Regions from separate parts of the Ovis aries genome. Here region 1 is linked to region 2. The links are chromatin contacts, called in public Hi-C maps. All regions are on one chromosome and are shown on one strand. Each heading gives the region's core, a stretch centred on a gene start, on an enhancer-like site or on the middle of the called end of the contact. The rest is flanking DNA. Distances are from core to core; before and after follow the strand shown.

Region 1 (6,960 bases), core at 1,093-3,592, 44 kb after region 2:
TCCGGGTGCTGGGGCGGCCCCACGTGAGCTGGTACGGGGAGTAGCCCTGGTAGGTGACTCTGTTGACATCAGCCCCACACTTCAACAGGAGTGACACCAGGTCGGGATTCTGCAGGTCCACTGCCAGATGGAGGGCAGTTCGGCCATTGCAGGGCTCCTGGAACCATAAGGAATTCAAGATGCTTATGGCTGAGTTTGGAAGTTCTGCTTGCAGCAAAAGCCCTCGTATTGAGGACCAGGGTGGCCTGATGTACCCCATTTGAAGGTGTGAGGCACTGACCTGAGCGTTGACATCAGCGCCCAAGGACACCAACAGCTCCACGATGCCCAGGTAGCCATGAATAGAGGCCAAGTGCAGACACGTGTGGCCTAGAAGACCAAAAGTAAGACAGTATTATAACTACTTGTTTCAACACTCATTTCTCAAGCAGAAGCTTTCACCTATTCTTTTTTTTTCTTCATTTATTATTTTCAATTGAAGGATAATTACAATATTGTATTGGTTTCTGCCATACATCAACATGGATCAGCCATAGGTATACATATATCCCTATTCTTTTGAAGGATACATTCTTAATTTGAAGAGCTCAGAATCTGGGTTCTGAATGGACTTTAGAAAGGCATCAACTAGGCCTTTATACATGTTTTCTCCATCTTTCATATGTTGAGAGCTTAGGCCTTGCTTGGCCTCCTTAAGTCAGCCTGCCTCCCCCGTGTCCACCTCACCTGCCCTCTGATGGGCAGGACAGCCAGACATACCATTGTAGTTGGTGGCCTGCAGAATGGAGTGGAGCTGCTGGGTTCCCCGGGGCTGAGTCAGGACTCCCACACTGGCCAGGCAGCCCTGCTCACAGGCAAGGTGTAGGGGGGTATTTCCTCGAAAGTCTCGGAGCTCAGGATCACAGCCAGCTTCCAGAAGTGCCTCAGCAATTTCTGGCTGGTTAGTGATCACAGCCAAGTGGAGTGGCGTCTACAAACAGAAGAGGGACAGAAAGGATAAGCCATGGATCCAACCCACCATCTGTGTTCCCTTGAACCCCAGAGATATCTTGGTTGTGGGTGCTGCTTTTCCCAGGCGCATACCAGGGGCAAAGCAAAATACCAGAGGCCCCAGATGGGCTTCATAAAGGCCTTCCCAAATCAATGGAATTTTGTGTTCTAGAATACTGGCTGACACAGGTGTAAAAAATCAGGGCAGATAATGCCCAAACCTTTGTTAATCTAGAAATCATGTGCAAGACCCGGTTTTATCTCGGGGTCAGAGCGGGAGAGAGAGGTACGCGGCGGGAGAGCAGTACCTGCTGCAGGTTGTTCTGGAAGTTGAGGAAGGCCAGGTCTCCCTTCACTTGGCGGACCACTTCCATGGTGAGGGCCTTCTCTTCATGGATGATGGCCAAGTGCAGGAACCTGAGGGGAAGAGAGGGAAAACCCCCAGGGCTGGTGAGTGCACTGCGTGGGGCCCGGGGAGGCGCGGCCCGCGGGGGATTGCGCAAGGCCGGGGTTTCTGGAGGCCGAGGCCGCGGTGTTTTCCGCGAGGTTATTATGAGCTGAGTGTTCCTGGCAGGCGCCCAGGGACTTTCCGGCCCCCCGCCCCCCCCGCGCTCGGCGGCGGGCGCCGGCCAGACCGCCCCGCCCTCTCGCCCGGCCGGAACGCCCTGTACTTCCCCTCCCGGCCGCGCGGCGCCCGCCAGCGGGGCAGAAACTCCCGCCCCCCCCTTATGCAAGCGGGGACTTCGCGTCCCCGCCGCCGCCCCGCCTCCGGCCGAGGGGACCCGCACGGGGGTGTGCGTGCGGGGGGTGCGCGCGGCTGCAACGCAGGGCCGCGGGACCACGGCCCCGGAAACCAGCGCCGACCCCCGACCCGCCCCCCCCGCCCCGGCCCCCGGCCCCGCAGGCAGCCGTGCACCTTTGCACAGCCTCGGGGTCGGTGCACGAACCCCGGTGCGCGGCCGCTGCGCGGGCCCCGCGCCTGGGGCTGCAGGCCCAGCGCCTCCACCCGGCCCTGCCACCCGGGCCCGCGACACTTACGAGTCTCCGTCCTCGGTGAGCTGCTGTTTCCAGGGCTCGGCGCCGCGCGGCGCCTCCTGCGGCTCGAGGCGGATCTCTCGCAGCTCCTTCACCATCTGCTCATACTCCTCGTCCTTCATGGAGTCCAGGCCGCTGTCGTGGCGGTCGTCCAGCAGCCTCTCCTTCTTGAGCGCGTCCCGGGGGCCCTCCATGGCCCAATCTTGGCCGGGCTCGGCAGGCTGGAACATGGCGCGGTGAAGGCTCGGGCGCTGCTCCCCAGTGCACGGGCCGCGGGCTGCGCTGCGCTCTGGCTGCTCTCGGAGTCGCGGGCGAGCGGGACGACGGGCTAGGACTGTTGTGGGCTCGGCAGCGCCGCCGCGGCGCCCTATAAGCGCTGGCAGGGGATTTCTCCGGGGCGGGGTCAGGCGCGGGGAATTTCCAAGCCAGTCAGACCAGAAAAGAGAACTGGCCTCGTCCTCTGCTAGGGGGAAAAAGAAGCCTAAACCCCGCGCCCGAGTTCATCAGAGAAACTCCCTGTGATGAGCCACTGGGGTCATGTACAGGGAACTTTTTGATGAACGCTGAGTGGCTGGAAAGTCCTCCTGACCGGGCCCCCTCCCCGGGTACTTCCCTGCAACCTGCACGCAGTAATCCTGGCCCTCTGCAAGAAGCTCTCTTTCCCTGGGTTTTCCCGATTTGATCGATTTGATTTAGGGTCGTCAGCTGCTGAGATCCCAAAGACGCAGGCCTGCAGGCTGGTTCTTCACTGGGGTTTACCGACCTGCAGGTCTTTTCCGGTTTTTTTTTAAATCTTTTGAAAACGCGAGTGGAAATGTTGGCCGGGTGTAGGGATTCACTTCCCCAAAGCTCTCTGCGGGGAGGACGCACTGGTCGGTGGAAGGTGGCTGCCTCTGCCTTCCTGCCAGTACCAGGCTCTTAGCATTGTAGGCACCGGCTGAATAGCCAGCCCCAGCCCACTCTCCACTCCCACCCCCACCGCCCGACCCCCGGGTAGAAGTTTCTAAAGCTTTTGGCATTAAAAGCCTAAATGATTGCTGCTACTGCTGCTGCTAAGTCGCTTCAGTTGTGTCCGACTCAGTGTGACCCCGAGACAACAGCACACCAGGCTGCCCCATCCCTGGGATTCTCCAGGCAAGAACACTGGAGTGGGTTGCCACTGGGGAACCGTCAAATCATTTCCTTGGGATTATCAATCCTGTTGACTGGAGGAGAGGCAAGCACTCTGCCCTGTATGCAGGAAAACGGTGAAAACAACCATGGTATTTTTCAAGGAAAGCAAGGTATGAGTCTTTGTAGCAGAGGCTGTAAATCCCTTGAAGTAAGGAAATAATTATGGAGGTCGGGTTCCCTGCTCTGCACTGTGCTGCTGCAGGGAACAGACCCTGAGCATACTTCTGGGTCCTCTGCTGGGTGACTTTGCAGAAGCATTTGGGGAAGGTGGCTGAAGAATGGGTAGAGTAGTGCCTTATCCAAGATGAGGCCTTATGGATGGCTAAGAAATTAGCTGCCAGGCATAGTGCAGGAGGCTCAAGGCAGCCCATGGTGCCCTTCATCCTGCCTCTGCTGGCTCCTTGCTCTCCTGCCTGGGAGAGACATGCATGGGACCCATGCTTGCCATATGGGTAGCCACTCCAGGCTCACCACCCTCCTCTCACCTGCAGAAATAGAACCTAGGCTCTCTGCGCCCCCCCCACCTCCTAGTCAATGAGAGGTATGCATTCATCTATTTCTAGAATTGGTCCAAGCAAAATAAAGAAACTTGGGTCAGAGTTCTTCAGAATAGGTCCCAGGAAGCCTCTGTAGTTTTGCAGAGATTTCTGGTGATTATTGCAATCATCTTCAGCTTAACTGACCATGTACTAACCAAGCCTTCTCCGTTGCTCATCTCCCCTTTCCATTCCCCTACCCCCAGTATCTGAATGTAGGGAATCTGGGTCAATGGGAGTGAGAGACAAAATATGAGGGGGAGAAAAAAGTAAAATCAAAAAGTAAAACTGTCGGGGTAGTAATGGTCATATATTAAAATGAAAACTTCTCAGGGATAGAGTCCTCTGCAGGCCTGTGATACACAAATACATAAGTATTAGGAGAGGTGCAATGGAGGCTCTAGGAGACCTCAGTTCCCAGCTTTACCTCTAGTTACCTGCATGTTAGTTGGAGAGATTAGCTGACTTTGCTATGGGATACCTGCTTTTATAATAAGATTGGGTTTAATGCTGTTTAGATTTTTCTCCAGATTAAAAACTACATTACTTGATCACGAATGCTCGTGTATCTTTGCTTAAGGGTGACCACGGCTCTTAGAAATATCATGGTATAAATTTTTGAAGGGCTCCAGCACTTTCTGCTATACATTGTTAGTTCTCAGAACTAATCTTGTAAGTAAGGAACTATTGTTCCCACTTTCCTAAAAAGAAACAGATGCAGATAAATTTACCTCGACATTCCATGGCAGTTTATCAAATTTCTATCCCAACCTGTTTAGCCAAAACCAGTCATGATATTAACACTTTTGAAAACACCTTGTGAAAATGAGACTGAATACACTATAATCTGAAAGATATGCAAAGTATTTTCTACTCCAATTGTTAGGTAAAATAGAGAGTAGATGTTCTCCCGTCTGGGGATTTTCATATATAAAAAATACATTTAAAAGGTACAGAAATAGCAAACTCTGACTGCCCCGCTTACAAAGGTACCTTAGAAGACAATTGTCAGCTACAGGTTTGAAAATAACCATTGAAAAAAACTATGCATAAGTCCAGAGTCTTTCAGGAATATGTTTCTTTGCACCTCCTGTGATGGTTTTCTGCAGCTGCTGCTGCTGTAGCCTTGGGCAACTGGGGGGGTCTTTATTTCTGATTGTTTAGTGTGACACCTAGTGGTAAGATTCAGGCCTAGGTAGTCAGTGATTTGTCATGGCACCTTGGAACTTTTGAAAAGACCATGATGCTGGGAAAGATTGAAGGCAGGAGAAGGGGATGGCAGAGGATGAGATGATTGGATGGCATCACAGACCCAATGGACAAGAGTTTGAGTAAACTCTGGGAGTTGGTGATGGACAGGGAGGCCTGGAGTGCTGCAGTCCATGGGGTTGCAAAGAGTCGGACATGACTGAGCAACTGAACTGAACTTGGAACTTTTGGGAGGTGCTGAGCTTTGATGACCTGTCCCTCTAGTGGGGATTCCCAAGGAGGTACCTTTTGTTTTCCTGCAACCAGGGAGACAGTTGTGGGTAATGTGATCCAAAAGGTTTTCTCTCTGTCATATGCTCTAAAGGGTTTAAATCGGCAAACATTACAGTTTGGGTGACAGAGAACATACTGGGGAAGTCAGAAAACAGCAACAGATGGAGCAGAAGACAGCAAAACTGACTTGGTTTAGAAAGAACTTTATACACTTAAGAGTCGTCCCTACCTCACTGTGAAGCATCTTAGCTAATCTTGACCATTTTAAAGATGTTAAAACCTCTTAAAGTCATGTTAAAGCCTTTTTTTTGGCTGTGGCAGGCAGCTTGTGGGATCTTAGTTCTGTCCCCACCTCTCCAATGGAGAAGGCACTGGCGACCTACTCCAGTGTTCTTGCCTAGAGAATCCCAGGGACGGAGGAGCCTGGTGGGCTGCCGTCTATGGGGTCGCACAGAGTCGGACACGACTGATGCGACTTAGCAGCGGCAGCAGCACCTCTCCAATTGGACCTGGGCCCCAGCAGTGAAGTCCTAATCACTGGACTGTCAGGGAATTCCTTTCTTTTCTTTTCTTTCTTCTTCTTCTTTTTTTTAATATAAAAGGCAAAAGAATAAGTTAGCCTTGAAGTGGCTCACGAGCAGCCCTGGAGAAGCAAGCATCATGGACAGGATGCCCAGTGAAGCTTGCTTGCTTCACTGCCAGCAGGAGCCACCCCCATGGGAAAAGGAACACCATTAAGGCCTGGGGACGGGCTGCAGGCACTTCATGTGCTCTTCCTGGGTGGGGCATGCACAGTGTGGACTGAACCTCCTGCCTGAAGTGTCCAGTGGCCTGGCAGCGTAGAGATTTTTCTATACGTTCAACCAGGTGGTCCAGCATATTTGACTTTTCTTAACAGCATGGGTCGGGTGTCCTGTGTCAGTGGCCAAAACTTGTTTTAGCTCCAGCAAACCAAGCTCCTGAAGAAGGCTGTCCATGGCTCCCTGCGGCTAGGCTGGAAGAGGGAAGAGCTATGACAAGAGCCCCGGAGGCCAGCAAGACAGGCAGGCTGCTGATGGATGCCCCGCTGTGAAATTCTGAATTTATATCCTGCCTCGAATCCCAGTCTTCTTTCCTCCTGTGGTGGTTAGCAACCATTTCTGTCCATCCCTCTCAGAACCTGGGGCTCCCGTGCTCTGGAGCATTCTCCATTGAAAAACAGCTGTCAGAACTTTCACAGTGACCTGAAAATAAGACTGTCAAAGCCTTCAGAGGTTTCTTTAGCTATAAATCCTGCAGTTTAATGGGACTCAAAGTTTGAAAGGGTCCTAAACTCCTTCCCGTACTTTCCAGTAGGGCCCAGGCAATTTTTGCAAATGCATGACGCTGGCCACGTGAGAGGGAATGGTGACATCTCTGACTGAGAGTGTCTCTCACACTCAGCTCAGATAATTTTTGCCAAGCAGCACTTGAAGTTCAGCACTGACATGCCATCGTTAAAGAGAAAAAGAAAAATCAGAAAATGGATTTTAATGTGAAAAATCTCAAATCTTAAAGCTTTGTAAAAAAACAAGCAAAATGCATTTCTGCATCCTTTGACTAAATCGAGCCTGCAGGCCCTGAGTTTATAACCTCTTTTTCAGCCAAGGTATGATGATACTTTGGGTACTTTGGGGCAAGGCACCTGCCTTTGCCTCCCTTGGCAACATCAGGATTCTCCTCTCCTGTGTAACTGTAACCAGGGGCTGAGAGTGGAGTGTGTCCC
Region 2 (7,340 bases), core at 2,989-5,488:
AAGGCACGCAGAGCCAGGGGTTACTCTGAAGTCCAAGCCTCCAATAACAACCTGTTTAAACAGAGCCAGAACCCTATGGGCCCACCCTCCCAATCCTCAGCCTGCCTTTTGTCAGCAGATAAAATTTAGTCAATAAGTTTAATCAGAGAGGTGAAGAAACAAAGGAAAACTATCAAAGGAGATCAAATACTACTATAGTCATTAAGCAAAGTCAAGGACCTTTTAGATCCTTCTCAAGGGTTACAGATAATATTCTGAGCCATTTCCTATGAGCTGTCCTATATAGACTGAGCGCCCCACCAGGTGGAGGAAGTTAACTCTATGATGACCAGACTGTAGCCAGGACATTAGCTGCCACAATTCCCAGAACTGGCCTCAAGGAAATGGGAACAAAGCAACCCTGGAACTAAAGACTAACTGTATTTGATGCTGATCAGACCACCAATGACCAATCTCAAAATAACTGCCAGAGCTGACTGTGCTGTTTCTACATGTTGCCCCCTCCATCAGCCTGTGAAAACTCTAACCCACTGATTGTCAGTGCAGGGGGATTCAGTCATCCTTTGGACAAGCGTCCGCCCTCCCCCCAGTTGCCAGCATCCAAAATAAAGCAAACTTTCCTTTCCACCAACTTTGCCTCTTCATTGGTTTTTGAGCAGCAAGCAGCCAAACCCCACTTTCAGTTATACTGTCATTCCCCAGCAATGACACCAAACTCCTGGAGGCCCCCAGCATACACCATCTCCTCAAGTGTTCCCCAAGGACCGTGCCCTACTTAGAGAAACACTGGCCCATAGCTCATGACTTCAGTGCTTATGCAGAAAGGAACAGGAGCAAAACCTTCCCACTGTTGGGGGCCACTGGGGACCATCACGGGGTCCATCTGGGTTCTGGCTAGGGTCTCCCCTCCGGCAGCCAGAGTACCACAGTCCATGCAGGCAGAATCTTCAAACCCCCTGAGGTAGGAGGACCCACCACTATTTCCTCTCTCCTCCCCAGCCATCCAGCCTGAAAGTAAAGGCCCATTGGAAGGTCAGAGCTTCTGGCACTCTTGACCCCATGTGTATCATAAACCCTTAACACAATGGTCTTTCCTGCAAGGGTTCATTGAGGAATTTACTGCTAGAAATCTAGGTAGTTCTCACAGTGCACGATATGGTGTTGTTGCTGTTTAGTGCCTCAGTCATGCCCGACTCTTTTGTGACCTCATGGACTGTAGCCCACCAGGCTCCTCTGTCCATGACAGGATTTCCCAGGCAAGCACACTGGAGTAGGTTGCCATTTCCTTCTCCAGGAGATCTTCCTGACCCAGGGATTGAACCTGTGTCTCCTGCATTGGCAGGCAGATTCTTGGCCACTGAGCCGCCAGTGCCATCTTTATCTCCTTCAAACGTTCATTCCTTGACCATCATTTCTAAGTACTCCCTGCACACTTTTCATTTCTCTCATTCTCCACACCACTGTTTAAGTTATCTTAGATAACTGGAGAATCCCATGGACAGAGGAGCTTGGTGGGCTACAATCCATAGGTTGTAAAGAGTCGGACACAACTGAAGTGACTGAGCAGATATTCGTTTATCATGTATCTTCTACCACAAGAACGTGCATTCCATAAGAGACCTTCTCTTTTCTGCTCACTGGGATTTCTGTCCCTCCTCCCCGACCCCTCTCCTACACAATGCATGGTGCGTTAACAGGTGCTCCATAAATGTGTTGCATGAATGAAATGCCCATGGTTTAGCCCCATTCTCTCTGCCAGGAACAGGTGTTCATCCTTTGATCACTCAGGAGGTTCATTTGAAAATTAGCACTGAGGCTGCCTTAGGCAAGGGGCTTGACCCCTGGGCCTGAGGAGCAGCCTGAAGCTCACATGTATCATAGATCATCCATGTGTTGTGGGAAGGGGCTGCTGACCACTTGGTCTACATTCTTGCTGATAAAGACCCATCTGGCCAGCACTGGCCTTGCAGACCAGAATCAGAAGCTTCCGGTGTGGCCCTCACCCTCTTTCCCGGCGTGCCTTCTGTGTGCGCCAGCAGGAGGCTGGCCACTTCCTCTATGGTTTGTTTTACTTCTCCCTGATGTCTAGTTCTATTTGAACTTTGACGCCTGAGGCAGGACTGCAGAGAGCAAGGGAGAGATGATCTAGAATCATCTCGGGATGATTCCCAGTTTTTCCTCAATCCCTCAGGTTCCAGCACAGCAGGACGGTGGCAGGTGGTGGAGAAGTTCTCCACGGGGTATCCTGGAAATATGCTGAGAGACACAAAACCATGTCTGGACAGGTGTCCTGGCCAGGGTCCACCTGCGTAGGAGAAGTCCCGAGACTGTAAGATGGGACAGTCCCTGATGCTCCCCACCAGCCACTCAAGACAGGGTGGAGCCTCTCCCTGGAAACAGCACCAGGATCAGAGGAGGTGACAGTGCTGTGGCCTTGGTCCTCCATTCTGGGTGCTGGGGTGACAGCCTCAGACCTGAGTCATGACCTGCGGATGATCCAAACCCTTCCCCCTCCCTCAGGAAGCAGGGGGCTTAACAGAAATGCAGAGAGAAAAGGCTTCCTCCCCACATCCTGACCTCCCTGGTGCTGCCAAGGGGCTAGCTTGCCCCCACCCCTCCCTCTCCCAGGCCCCGAACACAGGCACCCACCAGATCCTGCCAGTCCTCTCACACTTCTCAGGCTTCCTTGCCTCCCTTTCCAGGCCCTTCTAAAAATGTTGTCAGGAATTCCCTGGTGGTCCAGTAGTTAGGACTCCACCCTTTCATTGCCGAGGGTCCAAGACCTGAGTTCGATCCCTGATTGGGGAAATAATATCCCACAAGCCATGTGGCATGGCGAAAAATTAATAAATAGAAATAAAGATGCTGTCACCTTGAGCCCCCAAATGGCGACCGTGACATGGCTCCTTCTATAACCTCTCTCATCCCTTGGTGAGATAGATCTTCCTTACAGTCTGGTGTCAACATTTTTCTGTCCCAAACTCCAAACCCCAAAGCGTACAGTACTGCCTCTTGGGTACAATCCTCTCTTCAGCCTTTCCCACGCTGCCCAAACTGCCTTCCCAGCCTCATCACCACTCCAGCCAGTTCTGTCTGTCCTTCAGATACACTAATCGTCCATCCACTTATTTGTTCATTTATATTTACCATGAACAGTGATTTATAGGGATGAAAATCATCTTTCGTTTTGTGAAGGAGTAGGGACAGAGAGCAAGAAGGGATCCACACGTCCACTGATATGTGAAGTGGCCTCGGATTTTTAAAAAATTTAAGTATTTATTGACTGAGAAGTTGTGTTTATTATATTGGGTTTATAAAATAATTTATTTTAAAACTTTTTCAAAATAAGGTTCTTTAAAAAGATAAGGTACATTCAAGCAAATAACAAACTTATTTATATCAATTAGTCCAGTATTTTAAAATAACAAAAGAAAAATACTATTCTTGCTATCTCTTAAGTACCACGCCCCTGGTATTTTTCTGAGGAAAAAAAAAAAGTGCATTACTTTCAATATCGGTTTATCACTTTTAATTTTTCATAAAATTGCCTGCAATCTTCTTTAAAGTTGTGTTTTGAAGTTAATAAATTTGATATTTTGGAGACTTTTAATCTACTCTTTCAATTGACCACAATTTTTGAATGAGAATTTACCCTTTGTATAAGTGCCCCGTCAGCTTAGGAAAATTTTGCACATAATGGCTATTCTAAATTCTGATATTACAATCTGTAACTCTTTCAGTGCTGAGTTGCTGCGGGAACACTTAGCAACTGGGAGGGGTGGAGCAGTGAGAGCCCAGCTGGGAGTAAAGTTTTCATTAGCGGCGGCAGCCGCTTGGACCGGGGCTTCCCCACACAAGCTTTAGTTTCCCCCCTTTTGTAAGGAGCAAGGATTCCACCCGGCTGCACCCAGCCGGCACCCAGCTGGCACCCAGCTGACACCCAGCTGGCACGTGCGGTGAGGGTCTCGTGACAGTGGACACTGCAGGCGCAGCTCAGGGCTGACACGTGGAGGCGCTCAGTGGACCTGCAGTCCTGCTACAACGCAGGTGCAGCCTCCCCTGGACCCTCGGGGCTGGCTCCGCCTCCTGCCTCCCAGGACGCCCCGCCCACCGCATCCTGCCTGGGTCGGAGCCGCGGGGAGCTCGAGGTTCCACTCCGCAGGCTGTCACAGTTCGCGTGTACAGTGTGTACCCCGCGCCCGGCACTGTTCTAAGCACTTTGCGTCAACATTAACAAATGTACGTCTGGCAGCGGCGTCTAGGATCCCTACAGTCATTAACCCGGGAGGCCTAGGGGTGAATGGCCGAACCAGGCTACACGCCCAGGCAGGCCGGCTCCTCGGCTGGCAGGCTGCCTCCAAGGTTGTCCCGCTGTCCCTCTAGATGCTATCCCCACCCTTTTCCTGTGTCAGGAGGAGGGTGACCCTTGCGTCCAATCCTGCTCCGCCCAGCGCCCTTGCCCACAGGCTGCCTTTCCGCGCTGGGCAGTGGAGCGGCCAGGAGAGATCAAAGGGAGGGAAGAGAGGAAGGTCTGTGTTAATTCCCCCGACGCCCTCCCTGCCAGGTCACCCAGGCTGGCTGTGACCCTGGAAGGAAGGTCGCAGCCTCTGTCAGGTAGCCCCTTGCACTGATTCTCTCCTTGATTCCAGTAAGTAGTCCGAGCACGGAGCTTCACTGCTACTGAGCCCAGTGCTGTACCCCCTCACCCAACCCCCTACCCTCTCACGCCTCACTGCTCTTGGTTCCGGTTTTGTTGTTCAGTCGCTCAGTCGTGGCTGACTCTTTGAGACCCCCTTGAACTGCAGCATTCCAGACTTCCCTGTCCTCCACCATCTCCCCAACTCTGCTCAAACTCATGTCCATTGAGTCAGTGATGCCATCCAACCGTCTTCGCCCTTTACAATTTTTGTAAATAGATCCTTTGTCAGTGAAGTGTTCGCCACCCTCTACTGCCTCTCAGCCAGCCATCCTGCAAGGCTTACCTTGTCTTGGGCCCTATCAGTTTGCTTCCTCTTCTGCCTCTTTTTAAAAAATATTTATTTTTATCTATTTGGCTACAGTGGATCTCAGTTAGGCCTGCAGGATCTTTAACTGTGGCATTGGAACTCTTAGTTGTGTGGTTGTAGGATCTAGTTCCCTGACCTGAGATGGAACCCGTGTACCCTGCGGAGGAAGCGCAGAGTCTGTAAACCACTGCCTGCCAAAGGAAGTCCCTTCCTTCCTTATTTTTCTGGAAAGATTTCCATGGTTACAAAAGGAAGTGCAGTGAAGTCTCCCTTCCTTTCTTTCTTGAACACCCAGTTCTCCCCACAGGCAGCTCATGAAATGTTTCAGTTTTTAAAAAATGTAGTTAAAAGTAATATAAAATTTTTCCATTTTAATTGTTTTTTTAGCATATAACTGTGTGGAATTAAGTGCATTCACGTTATCACCACCATCATTCTTCAGAACTTTTTCATCCTGCCCGTCTGAGACTCTGTACCCATTGTCAGGAAGGAAAATAATTTTTTCCTCTACTCTTTGAGGTTTTTGTCTAAGACACCCCTTTCATGAAAGAGGGATTAACAGGAGAAAAACAGATTTAATTCAATTTTATATTTCTGAGGGTCCCAAAGATATGAGACCCAAAAAAGCGACTAAAGTAGGCACACAATCTCCAGAATGGGGGATTTTTTTTTTTTTTCTTGCTCTCAGAGGCACAAAGGAAGGTCAGAGTAGCTGTCCTTGCACTGGCTACTTCTTAAGTAACTTTAATTCAAAATAATCAATATACCATAGTGTCATGTTTTGGAGTGGCCTTCCCTGAACCCCATCACCATCACAAAATTCCTAAAATGATTTTCTGTGACGCCTTCCGGAGACATTTTATGCATGGTCACACAAATAATATAAATAAACCCGCAAGTGGTAGCTTATTTTATGTACCACCTGCATCTTGCTTTTTTCACTTTATACTCTATCTTGAATATCATTTCACATCCATCCATAATACACGCTCTCATCCTTCTGCTCAGCTTTCCCTTGTTTGGATATTCCCCTGAGCTTAGCCTTTCCCACACTGATGGAAACCAAGGGTATTTTCAATCTTTTGCGGTTTGTTCCTAACGTCCTGTTTCCTCTCCTGGTTCATGACCTTGCATCTCTTGCTCTGCTTCCCCACAGGGAAACCAACCATCCCCGTGACTTCAGGGCCTTCCAGTCCTCTGGGCTCCCGACTTGCCGTCCCTTCTCCTTCACCCCCGGCTCTGCAGTGACCCCAGCACATGTGTCCTGGAGCCAGTACTGTCCTGGAAGCCTGTGTATCAGATGTGATGTCAGGTAACTGGAGAGGGTGCCCATGGGTGAAGGTGCCTTCCTAACACAGGCTGCTGGAGAGCACCCACATTACACCTGCAGGGGTGGAGGTCTGAGTTCTGTCAGTGTCCGCAGGGGCCAGGAATTCAGCACTAGGTTTCCAAACTTTATTTGGTCCTAGCTGAATTTGCTGACACCTACTTTGGGAGGTGAGGCTGCCATATAGCCTATTTGTCTTTCCGTCCACATCCTACACTATTTTTCCTGACACTGCTACCCACATCCCACCTTCTAATTAAAATAAAAATTGTAGTAAAAAAAGAAAGAAAATAGTAGAGAAATCTCCCCTCCCCCCCCCAAAAAAAAAAGACTCAAGATTTATGCTAGATACGTGGGTCAGGATCACTTACAATGAAAAATGCTCTTCACAAAATACTATGAATAATAGTGTATATTTTATAAGCACCCATATGATACCCATGGACCCCGCTCATTGCCGTGCGAGGTAAGTACTGAATTTTTCACCACTTTACTGATGAAGAAAGAGGTCCAGGAAGATCAAGGGACCATCCAGGAAGTGCCAGAGGTGGGGCTCCACTAATGCCTGCATTTCCCCCTGAGTTTGACCTTCAGCCCTAAGGCAAGCCTGTTGGTGGATGATGTTGCTCAGAGATGCTACTGAGGAGAGGATTCTAGAAATCTTCTACTGATGAACCTCTTTGCAGGGGAGAAATGGAGATGCAGGCATAGAGAACAGACTTATGGACACAGCGAGAGAAGGAGGGGGTGGGACAAACAGTGGCATGGAAACCTATACATTACTATATGTAAAATAGATAGCCAGTGGGAATTCTCTGTATGACGCAGGGAGCTCAAGCCAGGGCTCCGTGATAACCTAGAGGGGTGGGGTGGAGTGGGAGGTGGGAGGGAGGTTCAAGAGGGAGGGGACATGTGTATACCTGTGGCTGATTCATGTTGATGTATGGCAGAAACCAGTACAATATTGTAAAGCCAATTATCCTCCAATCACTTTTTTTTTTTTTTTT

The links. A called contact is a pair of places that touch in the nucleus more often than the background predicts.
Region 1: a contact with region 2 is called in a Hi-C map of liver, with 4 times the contacts expected there. The contact joins the promoter of NFKBIA here to the enhancer-like site in region 2. A contact is called at or near these places in 9 of 16 Hi-C or Micro-C datasets (blood, hypothalamus, liver and 3 more).

Annotation. Positions count from the first base shown.
Region 1 is chr18:43,395,005-43,401,964 of ARS-UI_Ramb_v3.0, forward strand. NFKBIA (NFKB inhibitor alpha) reads right to left here and starts at 2,343. Exons shown (of 6, transcript NM_001166184.1): 1 at 2,029-2,343; 2 at 1,299-1,407; 3 at 760-970; 4 at 281-369; 5 at 1-157. The coding sequence starts at 2,255.
Region 2 is chr18:43,349,548-43,356,887 of ARS-UI_Ramb_v3.0, forward strand. LOC132658129 (a long non-coding RNA gene) reads right to left here. Exons shown (of 2, transcript XR_009597252.1): 2 at 3,288-7,340. Among named protein-coding and RNA genes, the nearest start is that of NFKBIA, 44 kb to the right of the region's middle. Within about 2 kb of position 4,239, at least 42 of the 54 cell types and tissues checked have an H3K27ac peak or open chromatin away from gene starts, as enhancers often do. A contact at or near this core is called in hypothalamus, liver, muscle and 1 more, where this site is marked.